3 separate regions of the Callithrix jacchus genome follow, and all the other regions are linked to region 1. The links are chromatin contacts, called in public Hi-C maps. All regions are on one chromosome and are shown on one strand. Each heading gives the region's core, a stretch centred on a gene start, on an enhancer-like site or on the middle of the called end of the contact. The rest is flanking DNA. Distances are from core to core; before and after follow the strand shown.

The links. Hi-C and Micro-C count contacts between places; a contact is called where the count stands out from the background.
Region 2: a Hi-C map of induced pluripotent stem cells shows a contact between it and region 1, with 1.9 times the contacts expected there. The contact joins the promoter of LPGAT1 here to the enhancer-like site in region 1. A contact is called at or near these places in 3 of 3 Hi-C or Micro-C datasets (induced pluripotent stem cells and skeletal muscle).
Region 3: a contact with region 1 is called in a Hi-C map of induced pluripotent stem cells, with 2.0 times the contacts expected there. The contact joins two enhancer-like sites. A contact is called at or near these places in 2 of 3 Hi-C or Micro-C datasets (induced pluripotent stem cells and skeletal muscle).

Annotation. Positions count from the first base shown.
Region 1 is chr19:16,844,505-16,847,740 of calJac240_pri, forward strand. No RefSeq gene overlaps it. Among named protein-coding and RNA genes, the nearest start is that of NEK2, 18 kb to the left of the region's middle. Within about 2 kb of position 1,662, at least 3 of the 16 cell types and tissues checked have an H3K27ac peak or open chromatin away from gene starts, as enhancers often do.
Region 2 is chr19:16,975,318-16,978,223 of calJac240_pri, forward strand. It overlaps LPGAT1 (lysophosphatidylglycerol acyltransferase 1), which reads right to left and starts at 1,290. Exons shown (of 9, transcript XM_078356617.1): 1 at 1,104-1,290; 2 at 715-862. The coding sequence starts at 786. It also overlaps the pseudogene LOC118149555.
Region 3 is chr19:17,072,097-17,075,097 of calJac240_pri, forward strand. It overlaps the pseudogene LOC118149555. Among named protein-coding and RNA genes, the nearest start is that of LPGAT1, 97 kb to the left of the region's middle. Within about 2 kb of position 1,430, at least 2 of the 16 cell types and tissues checked have an H3K27ac peak or open chromatin away from gene starts, as enhancers often do.

The DNA.
Region 1 (3,236 bases), core at 412-2,911:
CTTCAAGAGTATTTTTTCTACACTAGATTATAACACCTTGTTTGTTCCTTTGTAAGCATTCTTGAGCCTTTCTCAGATGTCTGTGTCAAGGCTTTACCTAAATTAACTGTATTGGCCCATGTCTTTGCACAGGGTAACCAAGAATTCTGGTTTCCCTGGGACCATCCCAGGTTTCAAGTCTGGGCAAACCCCTCAGCACCACACAAACCAGGAGGGTTGGTCAGCTTAGCTATGGAGCTCCTCTTCGGAAGCCCTTACAGCTGGTCATAGCTAGAGCAGCTCTGTCAGTAAGTGGTGTAGACCCTCACATGTGGGCCTTGGAGAGCAGCAAGATGTCTCCTGGGAGCTTGTTAGAGACGCAGACTCTCAGGCCCCACCCGGCCCTGCTCATCAGAATCTGCTCTTCAGCACAGGGCTCCTGTGCGTGTCACAGTGGAGAACAGCTGTGCTGGGGTGGGGCAACTTCCTGCTGAGAAACAGTGTGGACGGCATCTGCTTTTGAGGCGTACTTCCAGGGGAGTCCCACACTTGAACTTAGCCCAAAGTTTTTGGGAAGCCAATAAAGCACTAGGCTAGACCAATTTGAAACCATCCTAACTGGGGGCAGAGGGCAGCGACAGTCTCCAGCAAGGTTCCAGAGGACTGCAGGCTTATATTGCGCTGCAGAGCCCCCACACTGGACTTGACTCTCCAAGAATGCAAGGGAAAGAGAGAGTTAGAGGAATGGCCTCAAATCTGCTCTAATGATACATCCGTGTGTGTGTGTGTGTGTGTGTGTGTTTTGAGACAAGATCTCAATTTTGCCTAGGCTGGAGTGCTGTGGAGCAATCACAGCTCACTGCAGCCTTGACCTCCAGGCTCAAGCAGTCCCTCACCTCAGCCTCTCCAGTAGCTGGGATACAGGTGCTCATTGCCAGGCCTGGCTAATTTGCTTTTATTTTTAGTAGAGACAGAGTCTCACCATGTTGCCCAGACTGGTCTCAAGCTCCCAAGCTCAAGTGATCCTCCTGCCTCAGCCTCCCAGAGTGCTGTGATTACAGCGTGAGCCGCTGCCACAGGCCTCTAATTTACAAATAATGACAAATGATTCACAGGTGTTGGCATCTTAACTATTATTAGCTAGAAGCCATCTGTGACATCTCATTTCTGATCTTAACACCCTGCAGTTCTCAATTTGGGTTGAGATCAGAAGCCCTTGTTTTTTGTTTTTTTAATGCCTGGGGCACACCTCGTACTTCCTGATTCAGGGTCTGTGGTGAGGGTCCAGGTTTCTGTAATTTGGGGATGTCCCGGGTGGTTCTGACGGACACCCAGGGACAAGACCAACAGGAGAGGCTCCTGCCCTCTTTCAGCCCTGGCCTCTTGCGGCCATCCTGACTGTCGCCAGGTGGGGGCGCACTCTCCCTCCTGGCGCTGAAGGAGACCCGGGACAGCCCCGCCGCTCACCTACCTGGGCATGCTCTTTTTTGCAGGGGGAGGGAGGTGTGGATTATGAGTCTGGACTCCGGGGAACGCAAACCCTTGGGAGACCTAAAGGCTGCGCAGTGTCCGAATATAGAAATATTGGCCCCGTAGCTGAACCAGTAACAGCAGACTGCAGCTTTACATGGACAGAGATGTTCCCGAAGGTGCCATGGGGCCTATTGGCCCAGGCCTGGGAGTGTTTGCTCGGAGCCCTTCACTCTGCACATCAGTTTCAGCCCCCGCCCCACCCCGCCTGCTCTGACTTTGAGGCGAGCCCAGGTGAGATGAAGGCTCAGTCCAGGGCTGTGGGACTTTTTCCCATGAAGTGTCGTGAAAGCTCCTCCTGGAGGCCTTTGTGGCCACAGCCGCCGCCCCCCTCCTCCACCCCCGCCTCTACGGTACCCTTGGGCCTTTAGAGGTGAGCTTCCAGGGGCTGGACGACCCCGCACCCACTTCCCGTTAGGCCAAATGAGACTGAAGGCGGTGCGGCTGGGGGGCTGCCTGGGGAGCACAGCGCGGGCCACAGCGACAGAGAGGGCAGGTCAGGGGCCTGACTCCAGCCCCAGCTTCCTAGGAAGTTGTGACCCTGCGGCTGTGGACCTTCCCTCCCCTTCTCGGAGGCTCAGCTCTCCTTTCTATGTGGTGTGGGTGGTGCAGATGATCTCCGCCTTATGCTCTGCCTTTAGCCAGCCATGATTCCCTGAGTGCTTCACGTGGACAAGGTTCTCTGTCTGCCAATGCCCCGGCAGAGAACACACACAGGGCACATGCGTGCAAACAGACTTAGGATCCAGGTTCTGAGGAGTACATTCTGGAAGGCTCATCTGCCCTCCTTCCCTGCTGGTGGCACAGACCACTCCCACCCCAGCAATAGTCCCAACACTAGGGACTCTCACCCATCAATGTCCTGGATGTGCCTGGCACTGTGCAAACTCTTTGCATGTGAATCTCACTCCACACCTTCCCACAACTCCATGAGGAAATACCACTATCCCCATTTTATCTTAGTTTTAGAAGACAATTTTTATGTCAATTTAAGCTATCAAATGTACCAGGTCTGCTGAAATGTGTAATTTTTGCCTTTTTCTCTGTTGGACTAAAACAGGGCCAATTGTGACACTATTTGGCATATAAAGCACCAAGCATTTTTCCATTAAGAATGAACAGATCTCCCCAGCACTTTGGGAGGCCCAGGCAGGAGGATCGCTTAATCCCAGGAGTCTGAGACCAGTCTGGGCAACATAGTGAGACCCTGTCTCTACAAAAAAGTTTAAAATTAGCTGGACCGGGTGACACACACCTGTGGTTCCAGCTACTCACAGGAGTTGAGGAAGGAGGATCTCTTGAGCCCAGGAGGTCCAGGCTGCAGTGAGCTGTGATTGCTCCACAGCACTGCCCTCCAGCCTGGGAGATAGAGACTCTGTCTTCAAACAAACAAACAAAAAAAGAACAGATCTCAAGGTGGGACCAAACTGAGATTGGGTTTTAAATCATTGCCAAGTATTCCACACCTCTTTATCACATAACTGATTGCCTGGAGAGGAAACCGAACTCTTCTAGAACATCAGGCACAGGCATGACTCAGTGTGACTCAGTGCATCCCAAAACAGTGAAGCCTAGGGCTTGCTTGGTTTGGTGGTTTGGCTAGTTGTTTTTTGTCTTGCTTTTTTTTTTGTGGGATTGGTTGTTTCGTCTTGCTTTGTTTGTCAAAAATTCTGGACATAAATGGCTCAAGATTTTATTTCAAACTGCTGCAGCATCATCAATACGTA
Region 2 (2,906 bases), core at 40-2,539, 130 kb after region 1:
AGACAGCGAGGGAGGAGGAGCCGCACAAGGTCAAGGGAACTGTTAACCAAGGCACTGGGTATGTCACAATATATTTAGCAAATGATAACACAATTCCCATTCAGTAACCGGCGGCCGTCCCCGCACCGCGTCTCACTGCAGTCGTCTATGTGGACTTAGAAAATAGATCCACTCGCTTCAGATACCCTCAGGATCTCCAAACTGAAGACACGAGTGACACAACCGAAACAGGGTCCTCTCGATCAGATTTTCCAGATACTGAGGACCTCGGTCCCCTCACCACCACCATTCCTGCAAACTGATGCATTCCTTTAAAAGGTCTCCGGCGCTAGCGAAGAGTTGCCCTCAAAATTCTCATTTGCAGCAATAGGATTTTTGTTTTCCTTTTTTTTTTTTTTTTTTTTTAAGAAAAAAAAAAATAGGAGGCCCAGAAAAAAAGCTTAAAAGGTGAGAGGAAGAAAGTAGGGGGTTATAAAGCGAAAAAGAGGAAGGACAGGAGAAGGGGGAGGGGAGCAAAAGGCAAACAGAGGTAAAAGCCAAGGAACCGGGGATGAAAAGAATCAGATCACCGACCAGAGGGCAGGGAAGTGGGGGATGATGAAAGCAGCAGAGAAGAGGAGGCGACCGCAGCGCGGGGGACCGGTGGAGCCGGCAGCGGTTTCCGCGGATGTGGAGGGGTCGTGGCGGCGGGCGCGGCCCGCGCGCCGGGCTCACCTCGGCGGGTGCGGATGGCGGGCGGCTGCGGAGCGCCGGGGCGGGTGTCCCCCGCCGAGGGGTCGCGGTCATTGACGCGGCGGCGGCCCAGGCGGCCCGAGGCGCGGCGCGAGCGGGTGCGCGGGCGCCCTACTCCCCTCGCGGCTGCCTGCGGACAGAGGGACGGCGGGGACTCAGAGGCCGGACCTGTCACCGGGGCGGGTCCCGGGGAGGCGGGCGGATGCCCCGCGCCCCCACCTCCTCCCCGGGGCCTACCGCGCCCTCGTCCCTCAGGCCGCCGCCACCTCTGTGGGCCACGCGACGACGACACCTATTCCCCGCCCCCAGCGCCTCCCCAGGCCCGGTTCCGTTGCCGCTCCCGGGCCTGCAACCGCTGAGCCGGGGGTTACCTCGGGCTGGCCGGGCCCCGGCCCGGGCTTTGGGAGCCTGAGGAGCCGGAAGAATGCATGGCCGGCGAGGTGGCCGGCGGAATAAGGTGGCGGCGGGGCCCTAGCCCCTCTCCGGCTGTGGCACGGCTCGCGCCTGGTCCCCAGCGGCGCCGAGACTCGGTCCCCAAGGGCCCGGCCGCGTTCGCCCGGAGTGGCGGGGAGGGGCGGCGGGAGGAAGCGGCGGGAGTCGGGACTGCGGCGGAGCCGCCCCCACAGCGCCCTCTAAGGAAAGCGCGGTCCCTGCCGCCTGGCCCGCTCGCCCCGCCTGGCCCTTGCCTCAGACCCCTTTGCCTGCGAGTCGGGCCCCTCCGGGCTAACTGGACGCTCGGCCAGGACCTCGGTGAGTACAGAACATACCGAGGGAAGAGCCGCTCGGAAAGCTCTGGGATTGAACACCCACCCTCACACCCCGGGAGTGCTTTGGTGCAGTTGCGAGCCCTTTTCAGCCAGCACGGCCGCCTCTCATTGTTAGGGCTCTCTTCTCTGCCCAGACCAGGAACCTGTCTCCTGGAAGGCCAGATGTCCTCTTTTCATTCTTAATGGAACACAGTTGCACTAACGGCTTTTCTTCTTAACCTCTGCAGAGTATTATCGTCTAGTATTTTAAATTCATTCTTTTTAGTGTCAAAAGTCTTGTTTCAGGAAAGCAGTTGGAACATTAATGGCAATTCCACTTTCCCATTCACCGCCCCCTCCCCCACCACCCGTCCAAGAAATTCAGTGGGAATGAATAGTCTACACAGAGAAACTGAAATCTGGTTAGTCAAGAAGGAAGAAATAGCCAAGTGCCTGGCATTAAGTAAATATTCACCCCCCCCAAAAAATGAAAACAAACAAAAAAAACGGTGGCCATGAGAACTCCTAGACAGGTCCCTGTCACTGCATTCTGACTCAAAGGCTGGACCACCTGAAGGAAAATAGAGAAATAGTCTATTGACCTACCGACTTGAACGTTCTTAAATGATCTACCTAAATTTTAGTTTTTAAAAACCCTGTGTATAAAACCTTATGTCACTTAATCTCATTTGTAAATGGAGGGGATAGGGGTAGGGCAGATTTTACACTCCCTAGGGAACTGGCATATTTGAATCAGAATGCCACCTATTCTGCCTACTTTGAAAATATTCATCACAGAGTTTGCTCTGAACTCTCAGCTTTCTCTAATTTCATTTCCTCTTAGGTCCACAGGTGAAGGAAAGATATGCCTCATTCTATTCCTTGCATTCTCTCTTAATTGACAAGGGTAGTAAGATCTTTAAATAAATCTCATGAGAGTGATAATATATGTACTTTAGAATATTGTTCAAAATATGTAATTCTTAAGTAAAATAGGTGAGGCACATACTTATTTCCAGAATCAAGAATAAACTCTAAGGATTCCATTTGGTCCATCCCATTCAGCTTTCTCACATGTTCAGTAAATGTTGGCTGACACCTGGAGAGAGATAACCTACAATGGGATTTACACATGATTCCTGGATCAGGGACCATCTGCCAGAGGACCAGACACAGCAGCACCGATGAAATGTAATTTAGTACCAGGCCCAGAATTCATTTTCAGGCTCAGAAAAGAGCCAGAGGTTAGGCAGGACCTCTGGCTCTTTAGTCTACAAAAACAGCACTTGCGGTGTCTACCAAAGAAACAGATTCTTAGGCATCATACTAGAACATTTTAATACTCTAGGTCCAGTGGACCTAGGAACCTGCTATTGAAAAAGTATCATAGGTGATTCTGATGCAGGTAATATGCAGACCTTGCTTTAA
Region 3 (3,001 bases), core at 180-2,679, 230 kb after region 1:
CTTTACCCTGGGATGTGCAAACTCCAGAAAAAAATGGAGCCAGTGCTCCCCGATTTCAAGTTTTAAATTAAAATTTTTGTGCAATTAGTGCCTTCACTCTTTTTTTCTTACAGACCCTGCCCTTTGTGCTGTTGGAAGCAGTTTTAAACCTGCTTTTCTACTACAGGACGATGCATTTGTTAAGGTGACTTTTTATTTTTCATATTCATAGAGCAACTAGTTTTCCCAAATTACCGTCCAGAGATAGCAATGGCTGGGTCAGAGTGTGACCCAGATGACATTTCTGCTATGCAGATTTTAGAAGCAAAAGTGATGATGCAGCTTCCATTATCTGGAGATCTGTTTTCATCAAACAGAGAATGAGAAGTGAATTGAGTTGTGTGCTAAGGCCAGTTCTTTGCTTCTTATGCAAAGGATGTGAAAATAATGGTCCTTTCTCCCTAGAACTCAGCAGGTAGGCTGGGCTCATTACAGCAGGGAAATTTTACCAAAGCAAGAACACCTGAGGGACAAAATTGGCCTGCCAAACCAACCAAATGAACTCTCCAGCAATTGCCTGGCATGGGCTCCCCTCCCACAGGGGTTGCTGATTGCTCAGGCTTTTATAATTCTTGAGCCCTGTTCCAAGGAGCCTTTGTGGTTTAAATCAATATGCTTCTGGGAATAAGTGCCCTTATTATTTCCTCGTTCACATTATTTGCTGTGCTCTTATACTACCCTGACATAATACTCTTTGTGCTGCAGTACAATAACAGTCCTTTCAGGAATCTCTAAGAGCTTTCTAATTAGAACCTACAACCTCACAACAGATGGAGAACATGAAGCCCAGAGACAGGGATGATAAAGCTTCACCTTGGTCACAAAGGAGCCAAGCTTCAGTGCCCAGGTTACATTGCTTATCTGGCATTGATTGCAGAATTGTAAGTCTGCTTCAGTGCATGGCAGGGAATGCTGGTTCCTTTGCAGTATGGCTTAGGGGCACCTGCTGTTGAGTTGAGGACTGAGAACTAGCCTACGCCATTTCTAGCCACACCCAGGAATTGGTTGGACAATAGCTCTTGTGTTTACAACCAGTTCTCAGTGACAAGGCTCAGACCAGAAACTGCATGAAAGCTAGGTCATTTGAAACTGAATTTTGCATTCGATAAATTTTCTTGATTGCCTACCATGTGCTAGCCACCATATTGAACACCAATCAGGCAAAGACGAACCCCCAATCCCTCCCTTTAAATGTTTACAGTCTAGAAGAGGAGACAGATAAGTAAGCAGAAGGTTATAAAGATATAAGAAGCCAAGTGCTTTACTAGAGACCAGAACAGAAGGCGAGGGTAGTCCTCAGCCCCGGGGCCTTCAGGGTATTCTTCCTGCTTCCTGGAGAGGAGGACTTTTGACTTGGGTAAATCTTAGGAGATAGGCTGGAGCTTGCTGGGCAGAGCTGGGGAAGTGCATTGCATGCTGAGAGCCAAGCACAGAGAAAGGCCCAGAGATGGGCAATGTACAGGGGTTCAGGGAGCAACGAGAAAGTCAGCATGTCCAAAGTGGCCATGGTCATCCCACTGTTTTTTCTCGTCTATTGTTACAGCAAAAATCTCTCTTTCTATGCTCAATATTTTATTTCAGATGTTGAAAAGGCTGAACATTGGTTTTGTCTTTGTCTTGTTGCTTTAACCCTCCATTTCTCCTCAGGGCCTTGTGGGTGCCTCTGAGGGGGAAGATCATGTCTTTCCTGAAAAAAAAGCACAAAGATGAATATCTCACTGCAGTATGAAGACACAAGGGCAGTTCAGGGAATTTAGGACGGGAACCCAGCTGGGCCTTCTTTTACCATCTTTAGAAAACATGGCCTTGGAAAGCTTCCAAGGTTACCTGTCACAGGTCCAGCCACCCAGTGGGAAATCCTGTGGTCCAAAGCTTGTTGCAGAATCCGTAGATGAAAAGACATAGGGGCTAGGGGTATGAGGGGAAAACACAAGCTAACAGATGGCCCAAGCAAGAGCAGAAGCCTTGGATACGAGCTTCATAGCTGGCTCTGGAATCGGGCTGGACTGCAGTGGTGGGAAACTGAAGGCCACCTCTGGCTTTTTTTTTTTTTTTTGAGACAGAGTCTTGCTCTGTTGCCCAGGCTTGAGTGCAGCGGCAGGATCTCAGCTCACTGCAACTTCCACCTCCCGGGTTCAAGCGATTCTCCTACCTCAGCCTCCCAAGTAGCTGGGATTACAGGCATCCGCCACCACACCCAGCTAATTTTTGTATTGTTAGTAGAAACTGGGTTTTACCATATTGGCCAGGCTGGTCTCAAACTCCTGTCCTCAGATGATCCACCTGCCTCCCGAAGTGCTGAGATTATAGATGTGAGCCACCATACCCAGCCTCTTTGTGTTTCTTTTCCCTGGTGTCTTCCTTGCTCACTCCACATTCCACAGGGTCTTCCAGGTTTCATATACCTCCTCAGTCAATGCAAATAATGTGTGCCCTGCTCAAGTCTCCTTCAGTGCCACTTTGCCACCTCAGCTAGATCTTGGCACCATGGACACTCACTGAGCACCCTAACATAGGTGACAACATTTGGAAGCTTCCTGGGGGCAGGGATTCTGCACCTCCTACACATATACATAATGCCTTGCACATAGTAGATATTCCAGGAAAAAGAAGGGCCAAGAGAGAGGAAAGATGAACAGGAAAGAACCTAGCTAGAAACTACAACCCCAGCCATCCAAAGCAACAACATATTCTAAATTCTGACCAAGAGGAGGCTGCTGCTGGAGGAGGGTGAGAATAACTAGGAGGAAAGAGATAGATAAGTACTCTTAAAAAAAAAAAAAAAAAAAAAAACTTTCCTGCAAATTTTAGTCACTGCCCACTCCCTCCTACCTCAGCCCTCAGTTCAGAGCCTCAGCTGCACTCGAGAACCACAGTGGGCCTCTGTGATACTAGCAGGCCCTGCTCCAACCCCTCCACTGCTCAGAGTTCAGACATCTTGCCCCTCTGCCTCGCTCTCCAA